2 separate regions of the Danio rerio genome follow, and region 2 is linked to region 1. Evidence: chromatin contacts called from public Micro-C data. All regions are on one chromosome and are shown on one strand. Each heading gives the region's core, a stretch centred on a gene start, on an enhancer-like site or on the middle of the called end of the contact. The rest is flanking DNA. Distances are from core to core; before and after follow the strand shown.

What was found. A called contact is a pair of places that touch in the nucleus more often than the background predicts.
Region 2: a contact with region 1 is called in a Micro-C map of caudal fin, with 6 times the contacts expected there. The contact joins the promoter of gid4 here to the promoter of rai1 in region 1. A contact is called at or near these places in 1 of 18 Hi-C or Micro-C datasets (caudal fin) and 1 of 4 datasets of contacts at active chromatin or transcription factors (embryo).

What each region holds. Positions count from the first base shown.
Region 1 is chr3:66,925,398-66,930,060 of GRCz12tu, forward strand. It overlaps rai1 (retinoic acid induced 1), which reads left to right and starts at 1,341. Exons shown (of 5, transcript XM_073945200.1): 1 at 1,341-1,523. The coding sequence starts at 1,469.
Region 2 is chr3:67,124,405-67,128,591 of GRCz12tu, forward strand. gid4 (GID complex subunit 4 homolog) reads left to right here and starts at 2,672. Exons shown (of 6, transcript XM_073945282.1): 1 at 2,672-3,019. The coding sequence starts at 2,831. drc3 (dynein regulatory complex subunit 3) reads left to right here. Exons shown (of 14, transcript NM_001077727.2): 13 at 1-10; 14 at 1,504-1,724. The coding sequence ends at 1,614.

The DNA.
Region 1 (4,663 bases), core at 91-2,590:
TAAAAAATAGATTAATAAATAAATAAATAAAGAACTAGATGAATAGATAAATACACAAATAAAAAATAGACGAATAGATAAATAAATAAATAAATGAATAAATAAAAATAGATGAATTTTCTGCAATGTGATTGTTTAATAGTCTCTATAATGTGTTATATGACTTTTGCTCTAAATATACCTGACAATGTATTTTTAATTATGTATTTACATATAATCTAAATTACTGACACTAAATCAAAGCTATAGAATTATTTATATTTAGCTTTAGCATTATTATTATTTTCTTTACCCAGACAGCACACATACGTTGGGCCGACGTCGGCCGAAGGTCAACACGTCGGCCCCTTTAATTCTAACATCGGTATATGGTCGGCCAAACATACGCATGATCGTTCGGTCTTGTGTTCTATTGTTCCAGCTCAACAAACGTCGGCTCTGCGTCGGTTAACGACCAGAGGCCGACGAAGCACTTCATAAGCACTTGATCTCTCATGCCCATGAAAGAATCCGGCAACATATTTGGTTTACAAGTAAGTTTTTGCGTGCATAATAAATTAGACAAACGCGACATGCATCATGTGAACTGCGTTTCCGATCATTTGCCGACGTCGCGGCGACATTTTGCCAATTAGCAAACGCTCCCTGAGCGACATCGCGCCGATGGAATTTTGAAAGTCGGCACGACGTCGGCCCAACGTATGTGTGCTGTCTGGGTAGTTTTCTCAAACTCCCATTTATATTTGTGTAAATGTTGGATCAGTTTACATGAGCTCATTTATTTAGACGAACGTTAAAGGTGACAGTTTTTATTATAGCTATTTAATGTTTTTACATTCTAATAAAAATACTGGGTTATTTTAACCCAACGCTTGGTCAAATATGGCCAAAATAGTGGTTGAAATATGTAATTTAAATCTGACTGGAAAGAATAGCGCTATTTTAATTCAGCATTACTTCAATCGTTGAAGAATATGTTTATTTTATTTGATCGTTTTCTGTAACACCACCGACAGCACCGCATTAAAGCAGTTCATATGACCACTGGCCATGTATATCCACAAGATGGCGGCAGAAATCAGTACATGACAACCTAAAGGAACGTAGCCTACGCACAAAATGGGGGCGGCAACGTGCGCAGCTGTAAGTAAACTCTTGGTAACATACATTGAATACTTAATTAAACGACTTTAAATCATCATATGAGCCGCCATCATCATTAATAAATACATCAAGATGTATTCTTTTGTGCGTTCACGTTTAGGAAGGCTTCTACGCAAAGTTTTATGAATGAGGCCCCAGCACAGTTTAATTAAACACCTGACCAGAGAAGAGATCCCGCTGCGACCGGAAGTTAAGTACAACAATCCACTATACAACAATCTCACTGTTCAACATTAATATCTGTTTTACATTGCCGTGAAGGGTAGATTTAGGATTTGGGTAGACTTTAATAAAGAACACTTTAATGGCTGATATAATAAATATTCTCGTTAACTTTGGACATTCCGTCGGATGTATTGGTAAGATCTGTTTTGATTTTTGTTTGCTGGTTCATACCTTTATAAAGATTAAACATGGTTTTACTTCGGTATTTTTATTAAACCATAGTGACTGATCAATTAACCATGGTTTAGTATTGTATTTGAAGTAAAACCGTATGCTTTTACTATGGTATTTGAATTCATATCAATGTAACTGTAATATTACCCATTACTATGGTATTTGTATTAAAATCATAGTAACTGAAAAATTACCCATGGTTTTACTATGGTATTTGAAATAAATCCATATCAACTATACAAAATTACCCATTGTTTTACTATGGTATTTGTATTAAAATCACAGTAACTGTAAAATTACCCATGGTTTTACTATGGTATTTGAACTAAATTCATATTAACTATACAAAATTACCCAAGGTTTTACTATGGTATTTATAAAAAAACAAAGTAACTAAACAATTAACCATGATTTAGTATAGTATTTGAAGTAAAACAATAGTAGCTACAAAATTACCCATGTTTTTCTACAGTTTTTGAAGTAAAATCATTGTGACTACATAATTAAGCATGGTTTTACTACGTTATTTGATGTCAAACTATAGTAACTGCATGATTAAACATGGTTTTACTTTGCTGTTTGAATTCAAACCAAAGTAACTATAAAATGAAATTTCATTTCTGATTGTAAATGTTTGATTGTTATGTGATTGGGTTAAATGAAAATCTTATTTCCACTGTATTGCAGGGCTTTAACACTAGTCATAGCTTTTGCTGACACATGCAAACCTTGTTACGTTCTGAAATCAGATGTGAAGGTTTTTAATAAACTCTGTCATAGACTGTAACTAACTCTGTTGTTGTTGTTGTTGTTTGTGTTGTAGATGTTATTGCATGAAATTAGTTATGATATGACCTGCTTTGCTTCTGTGGCTCCTACAGTAATATTCATGTGACATTTCAACCGCTGATACAAGGCAGGGTGGATCTTTCATGTTGTTGATGCCAAATTCTGACATTTCATATGACTTCAGTGCTAATACTACAACTATATTTTCATCAAACTACTACTTACTTTACTTATTTATTTATTATGTATTTATTTAAGTTCCTAATCAGTTTTATTTATTTATTTATTTATTTATTTATTTATTTATTTATTTATTTATTTATTTGAGTCCCTAATTAGTCAATATTTATTTATTCATTCATGTATTTATGTTCCTAATTTGTTTTTATTTATTTATTTATTTATTTATTTATTTATTTATTTATTTATTTATTCATACGTTTATTTAGACTCATATTCAGTTTTATTTATTTATTTATTTAAGTTCCTAATCAGTTTTATTTTTTTATTTTTTTATTTAAGTTCCTAATCAGTTTTATTTTTTTATTTAAGTATATATATATATATATATATATATATATATATATATATATATATATATATATATATATATATTTATATATTTAAGTCTCTAATCAGTCATTATTCATTTATATATTTATTTATACAATTATTGTTTCTATATTTATTTATTTATTTAATTAATTCTCTAATCAGTTTATATTTACACATTTTTATTTATTTATTTAAGTCTCTAATCAGTTTTTATTTGTTTATTTTGTATATATTTTTTTCATTTATTTTTATATATTTATATAATTGTATTTATTTAATTATTAAAATTAATATTCAGTCTTTTATCTATAATACCCTTTTTTTATTTAATAGAGATCTTTTTTTTTTTTTTTTTTGCTTGGCTGTTTTCTTCAGTCAGAACAGTTGTATCGGTGTGTCACCGCTAGATGGCAGCGCTTGCGTTATTATGTGTGAACTTCATCTGACAGTCTCTCACACACACACACACACACACACACACACACACACACACACACACACCATGTAGTAAACATCCGTTCTCCCACATCTGCCCAGTGAATGACAATATCTGGAACAATTCTACTAAACCAGTCAGAACAGAATATGCAGTAATTTGACACCACACGAGGCTTTTATTTTATCATGTCACTTTTGAGTCTTTAATTTACTCAAGCAAATTATTATTAGGGTAAACTAATTATTATTAACTATATTACATTTCTTACCCCATTGGCAGATTATTTAGCATGTTTTAAGCACAAACTCACTTCGTTTTGCCTCATTATTTCTGAAAACAAGACAATATCTTCTGCTTGTCTGGAAAATGCTTCTGGATTTCAGTTTATTGAGATATTTGGACTAGAAACTGCATTTTAGGCATCATGGTGGCGCAGTGGTTAGCACTGTAGCCTCACAGTAGAAAGGTCGCTGGTTTGAGTCTCGGCTGGGTCAGTTGGTATTTCTGTGTGGAGTTTGCATGTTCTCCCCGTGTTGGTGTGGGTTTCCTCCGGGTGCTCCGGTTTCAGTCCAAACACATGCGCTATAGGGGAACTGGCCCTAGTGTATGAGTGTGTGTGTGAATGTGTGTGTTTGGGTGTTTTCCAGTACTGGGTTACATCTGGAAGGGCATCCGCTGTGTAAAACATATGCTGCTGTAGTTGGTGGTTCATTCTGCTGTGGCGACCCCTGATGAATAAGGGAGTAAGCCGCAGGAGAATGAATGAATGTTTTGCTGTGAAGCTGGTCTTGTGTGAAGCTCGTGTCTATTTTCATGCACAGCGGCGTTTATAACCTTTACCTCTGTGTGTGTGTGTGTGTGTGTGTGTGTGTGTGTGTGTGTGTGTGTGTGTGTGTGTGTGTGTGTGTGTGTGTGTGTGTGTGAGCATCAGCACTGATGATCAAGACCACTGTCCTCTGCTGTCTCTATGGTAACAGACTCACACATACACACAGAGAGAGTTAGAGGAAGAGGGAGATGCGCACACACGCGCGCACACACACACACTGAACACATAAACACTCAAAAATACACTCACTGAGCACACACATACTCTCTTGCGCACAAACACAGGCATGTGAGCATTCACAATCACACACACACACACACACACACACACACACACACATATATATATTGACATATTGACAATCACACACACACACACATATTGACAATCACACACACACACACACACACACACACACACACACATATATATATTGACATATTGACAATCACACACACACACACACATATTGACATATTGACAATCAC
Region 2 (4,187 bases), core at 1,422-3,921, 200 kb after region 1:
GAAAACAGAGGTCAGTCAAACACACTCTACTTAAACATTAACACACTTTATAACATCATTTATTGCATTATATTTAGTGCTGGATGCAGATTAATGAATTAAATGCATACAAAAATTTTTTGTTATATATATACAAAATAATAATACACACAAACATATACAAACAAAACAAATATTGATGCAGATATTTTAATTTATATATGATTTGTATCATATATATTATATCTAATGCATCCATGTGTGTATTTATATTTACATAATAAACATACATAGATCATACACACATATATTATGTTAAAACTTTTATCCTGGATGCAATTAATTTTGCCCAGCGTTATATTATATTATATTATATTATATTATATTATATTATATTATATTATATTGTATTGTATTGTATTGTATTGTATTGTATTATATTATTATATTATATTATATTATATTATTTTTATATTATATTATATTATATTATATTATATTATATTATATTATATTATATTAAATATATATTTTTTATTTAAATAAATTGATTATTTATTTATTGCAGAACACAGCCAATATACATAGCTAGCAACAACTATATACAAGCCAGGGTTTGCATTAAATGAAAATGCATAAAGAAATTAAAAATAATAATAATAGTAAAATAGAGACAATAAAATAATAAATGAATAACAATACAGAGAACTATAATATATTATTATAATATTATATTATTGTTATATTATATTATATTATACTATAGTATATTATTATTATATTATATTATATTATTATATTATATTATATTATATTGTATTATATTATATTATATTATATTATATTATATTATATTATATTATATTATATTATATTATATTATATTATATTATTATGGTATTATATTATATTATATTATATTATATTATATTATATTATATTATATTATATTATATTATATTATATTATATTGTATTATATTATATTGTATTATATTATATTGTATTATATCATATTATATTATTATATTATATTATATTATATTATATTGTATTATTATATTATATTATATTATATTATATTATATTATATTGTATTATATTATATTGTATTATATCATATTAAATTATTATATTATATTATATTATATTATATTGTATTATTATATTATATTATATTATATTATATTATATTATATTATATTATATTATATTATTATGGTATTATATTATATTATATTATTATGGTATTATATTATATTATATTATATTATATTATATTATATTATGTTATATTATATTATATTATATTATATTATATTATATTGTATTATATCATATTATATTATTATATTATATTATATTATATTGTATTATTATATTATATTATATTATATTATATTATATTATATTATATTATATTATATTATGGTATTATATTATTATTATATAATATTAAACAACACTTTTTATCATTAAATTAAATGTAAATATTGGATAAAATCTTTGTCTGTTCTGTGTGTAGATACAAGAAGAAGAGGTGAAGAGGAATCGCAAGCGCATCTCAGAAATACAGAACTACATTCGCTTTGTGAAGGAGGAGCTGGAGGACATGACATTACCTGAGCAGCGTTAACACGTTCATCAGACAGAGAGAAAGAAAATTTATATATATAATGTCTGAGAAATATTATATGTCTACTCACATGTATTGTTTTTGTTTATTAAAATCTGATATAAAATTAAGATGATGCCTTCATTTTTATTTAAATGTGTTTTAGAGACACTCAATCTGCAATGCTGCCATCTGCAGAGATGTGTAGGTATCGCAGAAGCTCCATTTGTGTGCGGTGAGGAAAGTTTTACATAAAAGGACATTTCTTAAATATATAATAAATATACAAAAACATCACCACCACAGCTAAACCTTTAGCCAAATATATATTTACTTTACTACAAAATAAACTCAATCAGTATTTAAAGTGGAAATAAAATTAAATTCAAGTTTGTATAGCACTTTTCATAATAACTACTGCATCACAGTCAAAATCAGAGACGTTACTTAACATCACTTTATTAGTTACTAGTAACTTTAATTGATTAATAGCGTTTAACAGTAAAGTTATTATATATAAACATACCTAACCTGCAGTTATATAGTATATGAGTGATATCTGTACATGTTTAATGAAGTGTATTTGTGTGTATGTGAACATTATGTTAACAGGATTCACACTCTTGCACTACTGATTGAGGCTCTTCTGTGTTTTACACTCTAAACAAACAGCTGTCACTCCTAGAACATTTCAGTCACAACTACAAAGCCCTGATCAAGCTTTTCATCAGGAGAGTTGAACATTTAAGGACATTTATTTTCTCAAGTATTGTTTAAATATGATTAATATATAAGTTATCGTTATTAAAACAGCAGCTTTTACCAAATATTTATTTTTATTTTTTACAGTTAATTAAAATAACGGTAAGATAACGAGAATTGCGTTTTTTACATACAGATTTACAAAGAAAGTCACACTAAACAAACAGCACTTCTAGAACATTTACGATCCTCCACATCTCACAACTACAAAGCCCGTCATGCTTTTCACTATGCAGCCAATGAGAATCCAGCGTCATTTTTTACTCGGCGTCCGTCATCCAATCAGAGAACAGCGTGCAGGGTCACACGACTCTCCGTTGAGCGCCTTCATTCTGCTGTGAGGGACGTAACCGCGCGTCCTGCGGGAGAAGCTTGTAAACTGACGCGCCGCGCGGTGAAGCGTCGTGTTTTCTCCTGGTCCAGCGGCGCACAGACGCGACGCTCCGCTGCTCGGGCCCCGCAGAAGAGATCCAGCATGCCGGTTCGCACCGCCTGCCGCCCGGGCCCGTCTGCGGCCTGCTCAGCCTCGGCCTCGCTTATTCCGCCCCCGCCGATCAACACGCGCCAGCCCGGCGTCAGCACCTCCCTGCTCTACAGCGGCTCCCGGTTCCGGGGACACCAGAAGAGCAAAGGGAACTCCTACGATGTAGAGGTGGTTCTGCAGGTGAGCACTTGGTGGGTGTTAGTGGGCACTGAGCGCCCTACTGAGGGAACCAAATGTTCAGAACTGTAGCTCACTGGGCTCCGAGGCTGAGGTGAAGTTGGTCTTATATTCGCACATTCGTTCAGTGACAGCTTATGACACACTCCCGATAGTGTTTACCACGCTAACTTACTTTGAATATTGGCTCTATAATCACATTATTATCACAAAACCACAACAACGCGATTTAATGGACTGTGAAGAATGCAGTGCTTTGATTGTCTTTGGCTGATAGTATGATTTCAATATATAGAGTTCTCAAGGGATACTTCTTTAAAACTAAATTATAGAGGAGAAAGCCTGAATGTGTGCATATAAAACCAGCATTACCCCAATGAGCACTTGCTAGGTGTTAGTGAACAGTGAGCTTCTAACTGAGGGTACCCGCGCTGTCCAGAACTGCTGCCTGGATAGACAGCTCAGCTCACTCGCCGGCTCTGAGGCGGTGCTGTTTGAGTTCATAATGCAGTCCACGTAGTCAAGACTAGTTTAGCTAGGGCGCTGACAAGGTTGTGAAATTTCAAAAGTCTAAAGTGAAGTTTGTTTCTTGGTGTATACAGCCTGCTAGGAAAGATTCTAAGGTCAAAATGCTGTTTATGGTGAACCTGTAGTAGGGATTGTTGGTCATTTAGGCAGTGTACTACTAGCTAGGTAATGTTCCAGTCAGTAACCTACTAAGTAGGCATGGAGATAGAGGTAAAGTTGGTTTATATTGGGATATTCAGACATTCTCCTTAATAATATAGTGTCAGAAACGTATTCTTTGCAAATTCTAAATAGGGAAATCATATTAGCGGCAAATGACTATCAAAGTACAGCATTGTTCACAGTCAATCTGATAGTGCTAATGCTGTTCAGAAGTCATACTTGCATGCTAATTCCGATCCAATATTCAAAGTAACATAGTAAACAATTTAGAGACTGCTAAATGAACGAATATGCAAATATAAAACCAACGTTACCTCTATGACATTGATACCTAAGTGTTGTCTAGCTGAGGCCCTAAAATAATGTTTGTTGCTTTGCATACTAGGCAGCTATAGACATGTATAGGTTGTAAGATGATAAAACTGGGCAGTGTACTAGCTTTCAGTCAAAAATGTAAGCTAAGAAAATGGGTTGTAAGACT